2 separate regions of the Mus musculus genome follow, and region 2 is linked to region 1. A link is a contact called in public promoter capture Hi-C data. All regions are on one chromosome and are shown on one strand. The core of a region is the stretch at or near the end of the contact, and the rest is flanking DNA. Distances in the headings are between cores, read along the strand shown. Region 1 holds the start of Acoxl (acyl-Coenzyme A oxidase-like). Region 2 holds the start of Il1b (interleukin 1 beta).

Region 1 (2,733 bases), core at 8-2,507:
CCCACAATCCCCTGTGTTATCATCATCCTAATAATTTGCATGGGCAGGCATTGGTAGCAGGAACATGGCCTAGCCCAGTGGTCCTTGAGTGTGGTCTGACAATCCCTGGATATCTCTGAGATGTTTGCAGGTGCCACCTGAAAAATAAATGCCTGGTTTTCTGTGTGTGTGATGCAGGACTTTTGTGACAAACTAACCCAAAGGGCACCTCACAGCAAAGGCAAAGCTGAAAGCCAAGGTGTCTTTAATTAGGCTAGATATTCAAACAATTTGTAAAATGTAAGATAACTCTATTTGTCTAACTTATTTTATTTTTTATCTCCTTTTTGGATTTTGGAAATTGTGTGTATTTTCATGAAACTATTACTTTATGAGTTTATTATTATTTACAATGACTAAAGTACCAGATTTCTCTGTTTTAATTACCAATATGGTAAATTGCTAAATAGAACCACAAGGAAAGCTCCTCGGCAGTTTCACAGTTTTTTTTTTCTTTTTATATTTATTTATTTACTTATGTGTTTGTTTTTTTGTGTGTATGTGTATGGACACACATATGCCACAGCATGCATGTGGAGGTCAGGGGCACCTTGTGAGAGTGGGTTCTTTTCGTCTTCCATGTGGGTCCTAAGGCTCGAAGTCTGGTCATCAGGCTTAGTGGCAAGCACCTTTACCCACTGAGCCATCTCGTTGGTCCCTCAGTAGTTTTTAAGTGTAAAGGGGCTTAGGGACCTTGAAGTCTGAACAACACTGGTTTAAATCATCCACAGGTTCCGGGAAGCCCACTCTTAGCTGCCTGGTGGGAATTGGCAGACAACCTATGGCCTGATCGTTGTATTTACTCTAACTATATATTTTTTTTAAATTAGTTTTAGTTTTGGGTGTTTTACATTAGAGAGACTGGTGATTAGCTCTAAGATGGAATGATATTCTAAGGTCAGATTGCCTCACTTCTGAAGGTGCTTGAGAATGAGGAAACCGGTTACTTTCCTGATAACCCCTAAGATGTTAGACTTCTTCCCCCCCCCCCCCGACCCCCCACCCCCCGGAAGTCATGAGTGCATTGCAAAACTCTAGCTGAGCAGGGACTATGTCAAGAAGCCAAAGAAGTGAGTCTGTCATTGGTTCTTCATGAAATTCTGTCCTGTTTAGGCCTCAACACCAACCCAGTCCCTATTGGTCCTAAGGATCATGACAGAGAAGCCTCCTCCCACCCATCCCTGTGCTTGCTCTGACTTTCTTTCTCTGAGACCTTTCCTCTTTGGGCTTGGGCCCTCTGGCTTCTGTTTGTCCTGGAACCCTGGCTTTTCCTAGCAGGCTGTGACAGGCTACCCTGGATCTTGGTCTGTGTGCTGCTTTTGGCAGGAGTCTTTGTCCCAGCTCCAGCCCCATGCACTTGGATGCTGGCCACTTGGCCAGGCCAGCCCTGGCCCCATGGGATCCTGTGGAAGAGTTGAGCAGAGATGACAGGATGGAGTGGACTGTTTATAGAAGTCCCTCTGTATAGATTGGCATCCAAAGTGTGCTGTCATCTGCGGGGACCACAGGGATTTCTTCAGAGAGCCTGCCAGGGAGTGTGTTGTCTGCCAAGGGACTCCAGAGCAGCTGGAATCATGGTTTGTTTATTTCTTGATACTGTGACCATTTTTTATAAATAAGATCTTTTTATTTGAAAACTTAATTACTACTTTTACAGTCAAGTGTTGTGTAAAAGGTAACAACAATTACTACTTGCTACCATTTGTTAAGTCCCTTCAGTATGGCAGGTGAGGTGACTCACTCACTTCACAGTTATTTACTGGCTCCAACAATGAGCTAGACACCAAGGGACAGAAAGTAAAGCAGGTATTTGTGGAGCTTATAGTTTAATACAGGAGGACACACTGCATAGTAAAACACATATACGTTTATGGTACATCAGGCAGTGACAGACTCTGTGAGTAAAAATCAGACATAAAAAGTTGGAGAGAAAGAAGATGAAATTGTCTTTATGATGCCATGCTCTTATCGTTGAAAATCATCATAATTGCACAAAAATATGTTAGGACTAGTAAATTCAGTAAAGTTGCAGGTAAGATCAATATGTCTTTCTATGTTAAAATGCACAATCAAAAGAAAATTGAAATTTTTAATTATAAAATAAGCATGAAATGACAAAATACTAAGAAACACATTTTTCTTTCCTTTGTTCTTTTTTCTTCTTTTTTTCTTTTTTATTTCTTTTTTCTTTCTTTCCTTCCTTCCTTTCTTCCTTTTTTTTTTTTTTCTTTTGAGACAAGCTTCATTGTGTAGCCCTGGTTGGCCCAGAACTCTCTACATAGACCAGGTTGGCTTTGAACTCATAGAGATCTGCCTCCAGAGTACTGGGATTAAAACATGCACTATCATGCCTGGCTTACAATGTAAAATTTTTGTACACCAAGGGCGATTTCTTTCTTTCTCTCTCTTTCTCCTTCCTTCCTTCCTTCCTTCCTTCCTTCCTTCCTTTCTTTCTTTCTTTCTTCCTTCCTTCCTTCCCTCCCTCCCTCCCTCTCTCTTTCTTTCTTTTTCTTTCTCTCTCTCTTTTTTCTTTCTCTTTTCATTCTCTTTCTTTCTTTCCTTTTCCTTTTTCTTTTCTTTCTTTCTTTCTTTCTTTCTTTTTTTTTTTTTTTTGAGACAGGTTTTCTCTGTGTAGCCCTGGCTATCCTGGAACTCACTCTGTAGACCAGGCTGGCCTTGAGCTCAGAAATCCGT
Region 2 (2,887 bases), core at 241-2,740, 1.5 Mb after region 1:
TTTTTCCCATGCCACAGTCCCTCCACAGGTTAGGAGCCAAGCTCAGAGTCTCACCTTCATCTTTTGGGGTCCGTCAACTTCAAAGAACAGGTCATTCTCATCACTGTAATGAAAACAGATGTGGTCAAGTGATAGCTCCTTATCAATACTGAGCAGACAGACTTCCATTGTTCATAAAACCACACCTACCATGACTCTTAAAGCTTCCCAAAGACTTCTGGGAAGTTCTACAGTGCTACGTAAGTAACAGTCTAGAAGCAGATTCTGGGCCAGGTAAGTGGGTGCTCTGGTTGCTCTCTGTTGACTTCTGACACCTAAATTCTAGACTAGCAGAGTTAGCTAAAGTCTGAGCTCTCTGCCTTTGCTTCCAAGCCAGACTTTGCAAAAGAGTCTCTTATCCTGTCCATGTGGAAGTTTTTCTTACCATTGCATCTGTAGGAGTCCCTGTAGTGACAGCACCTAAGTCCCTAGGTTGGGCTTGGGAGTGAAGAGGTCAGTCTTTAAGCTAGGTTGCTTGAACTCTGATAGCCACTGAAGGAGATGAGTTGGGGACTCTCTGGCCTCTGAAAGTAGATAGCCCTCCATTCCTGAAAGCAGAGTGCTGGATATGTGACCACTCTCCAGTACCCACTGACCTGTCAAAAGGTGGCATTTCACAGTTGAGTTCAGGAACAGTTGCCATAGCTGCTTCAGACACCTGTGTGAAGAAAGAAAGTGGGTGGGCATCCAGCGTTAGCTCCCCGAGGGGCGTCCTTCATATGTGTTTCTCTTAGCTCTAGTTCAGGGCAGGCATGCTAAACTGGTCTCTGAGGAATGAAGGAACGGAGGAGCCGTTGTATAGGTCTAGAACAGTGGCCCTTTTGGAGTCAAGTGGCCCTTTCACAGGGGTCACCTAAGACCATTGGATAACACAGATATTTACACTTCATAACAGTAGCAAAATTATAGTTATGAAGTAGCAATGAAAATAATTTTAGGGTGTGTGGGGGGTCACTACAACATGGGGAACAGCATTAGGAAGATGCTCTGGAAGGAAGCAACAGCAGAGCCAAACCCTAATAAAGAAGCTTTCCTACAAGACAGGAGCTGCCTTTTAGATGTCAGCGGCTATACAGACAGTACTCATTTCCAGAGTACTTCACAAACCATGGAGGTACAGCTACTTTTTATAAATAAAAAGCCCAAAGTCCATCAGTGGGGGGGGGGGAAAGAGAGAGAGAGAGAGAGACAGAGAGAGACAGAGAGAGAGACAGAGAGACAGAGAGAGACAGACAGAGAGAGACAGAGACAGACAGAGAGAGAGAGAGATAGACAGACAGAGACAGAGAGAGAGACAGACAGAGACAGAGAGAGAGAGACAGAGAGAGAGAGATAGAGAGAGACAGAGAGAGAGAGAGACAGAGAGAGAGAGAGACTTACTTGCACAAGGAAGCTTGGCTGGAGAGGATCCCAGATGAGCCTATTAGGCCTCGAACCACTGCAGGGTTTGTTGTCCAACTTGTTTTCCCTCCCTTGTTTTATAGTCCTAAAAAGCAGAAGTGAAGAGCTGTGAAATTTTCCCTTGGGTTAACTGATTTCACAACAAAACTGAAGGGTGGGGGAGGGGGGAGAAGCTTGATGGGAATTCTTAGGGGAAGAGGCTATTGCTACCCTGAAATAATTTCTAATCCCTGGAAGTCAAGGGGTGGCAGATAGTGACACATTCGCAAGTGTGTCATCGTGGTGGAAATGGGCATTATTTCCCCCTGGACAATTGTGCAGATGGTGTCAATATTAAAAATATTGGGTTTTCCTGGGTTAGCTGTACATTTTAAGTCAGGATGTGCGGAACAAAGGTAGGCACGTAGATGCACACCCAGAAGTGTGTCACCTCTCTCGCCTCCTTGTGCTTAAGCTGAGGGAGCTTTGCAGTTGGAGTTTGGTAACTGGATGGTGCTTCTGTGCTCTCCATCAACTGTGTTAGCAGGGGCTTCTGGAGAGACACGCACTTCCTTGTGTGGGTCAGGGCACACACAGTATGCAGGTATCAGTGTAGACTTATCATAGGGTCAGGGAACTCTGGAAGCAAGCCTATGCAGTCTGATAATGCCAGGGTGCTTATTTTTTTCTTTTATTGGATATTTTCTTTATTTACATTTCAAATGTTATCCCTTTTCCAGGTCTCCCCTCCGGAAACCCCCTATCCTCTCCCCCTCCCCTGCCTCTATGAGGATGCTCCCCCACTCACCCACCCACTCCTGCTTTCCTGCCCTGCCAGGGTACTTATAATACCATAGCCAGTCTCATGTTGAAACCATATCAGTGCTAGGTGATCAGCAGAATGAGCCTGAATTAAGTTGCACAGTGCAAAGGTGGTGAACGAGGCATCTGCCTGTTCATGAGCACAGTCCATCTTAAAAAGTGAAGAGATAGTCTTTGCCTAAAAAATTGTTTTGGAAAATTCTTGTTTCTATAAGATCTGGGGAGACCAAGTCTCTTGGCCATATCAAGCATCACTAGACTGCTAACTCAGAGAGCCCAGGGAGCCTACCCAGGGGAGCTCTTCTTGCTTGGATGGAATGAGCAACCAGGCCATATGAATGCTGCATACAGTCTCTTGGGCACATCTACAGTATAGTAGAATCCTCAGTGGAAACCTAACTCCTTTGCTGAGCCCTCAGAGAGTCTGTGGACTCCATTAGAGCCAGGTCTCCACAGTGCCTGGCAGATGGATGCAGGCAGTAGGAGCTAGCCCGGGTGAGTAGGAATTTGGCAATGTGTTCATTCAGATGAGTTTGTACCTAGTATGTTTTGGTTACTGAGCTTATTCTGCAGCACTGAAGGGAAATAGACAGACAGAATTGGAAGGAGGAATAGACAAGGCTCTACTATGAAACAAGGTTTACTT

What was found. Promoter capture Hi-C pulls out the DNA fragments that hold promoters and counts their contacts.
Region 2: a contact with region 1 is called in a promoter capture Hi-C map of hippocampal neurons, with 2.9 times the contacts expected there. The contact joins the promoter of Il1b here to the promoter of Acoxl in region 1.

What each region holds. Positions count from the first base shown.
Region 1 is chr2:127,853,371-127,856,103 of GRCm38.p6, forward strand. It overlaps Acoxl (acyl-Coenzyme A oxidase-like), which reads left to right and starts at 1,258. Exons shown (of 18, transcript NM_028765.3): 1 at 1,258-1,616. The coding sequence starts at 1,464.
Region 2 is chr2:129,369,649-129,372,535 of GRCm38.p6, forward strand. Il1b (interleukin 1 beta) reads right to left here and starts at 1,491. Exons shown (of 7, transcript NM_008361.4): 1 at 1,420-1,491; 2 at 636-697; 3 at 55-103. The coding sequence starts at 682. Il1bos (interleukin 1 beta, opposite strand) reads left to right here and starts at 254. Exons shown (of 3, transcript NR_015474.1): 1 at 254-273.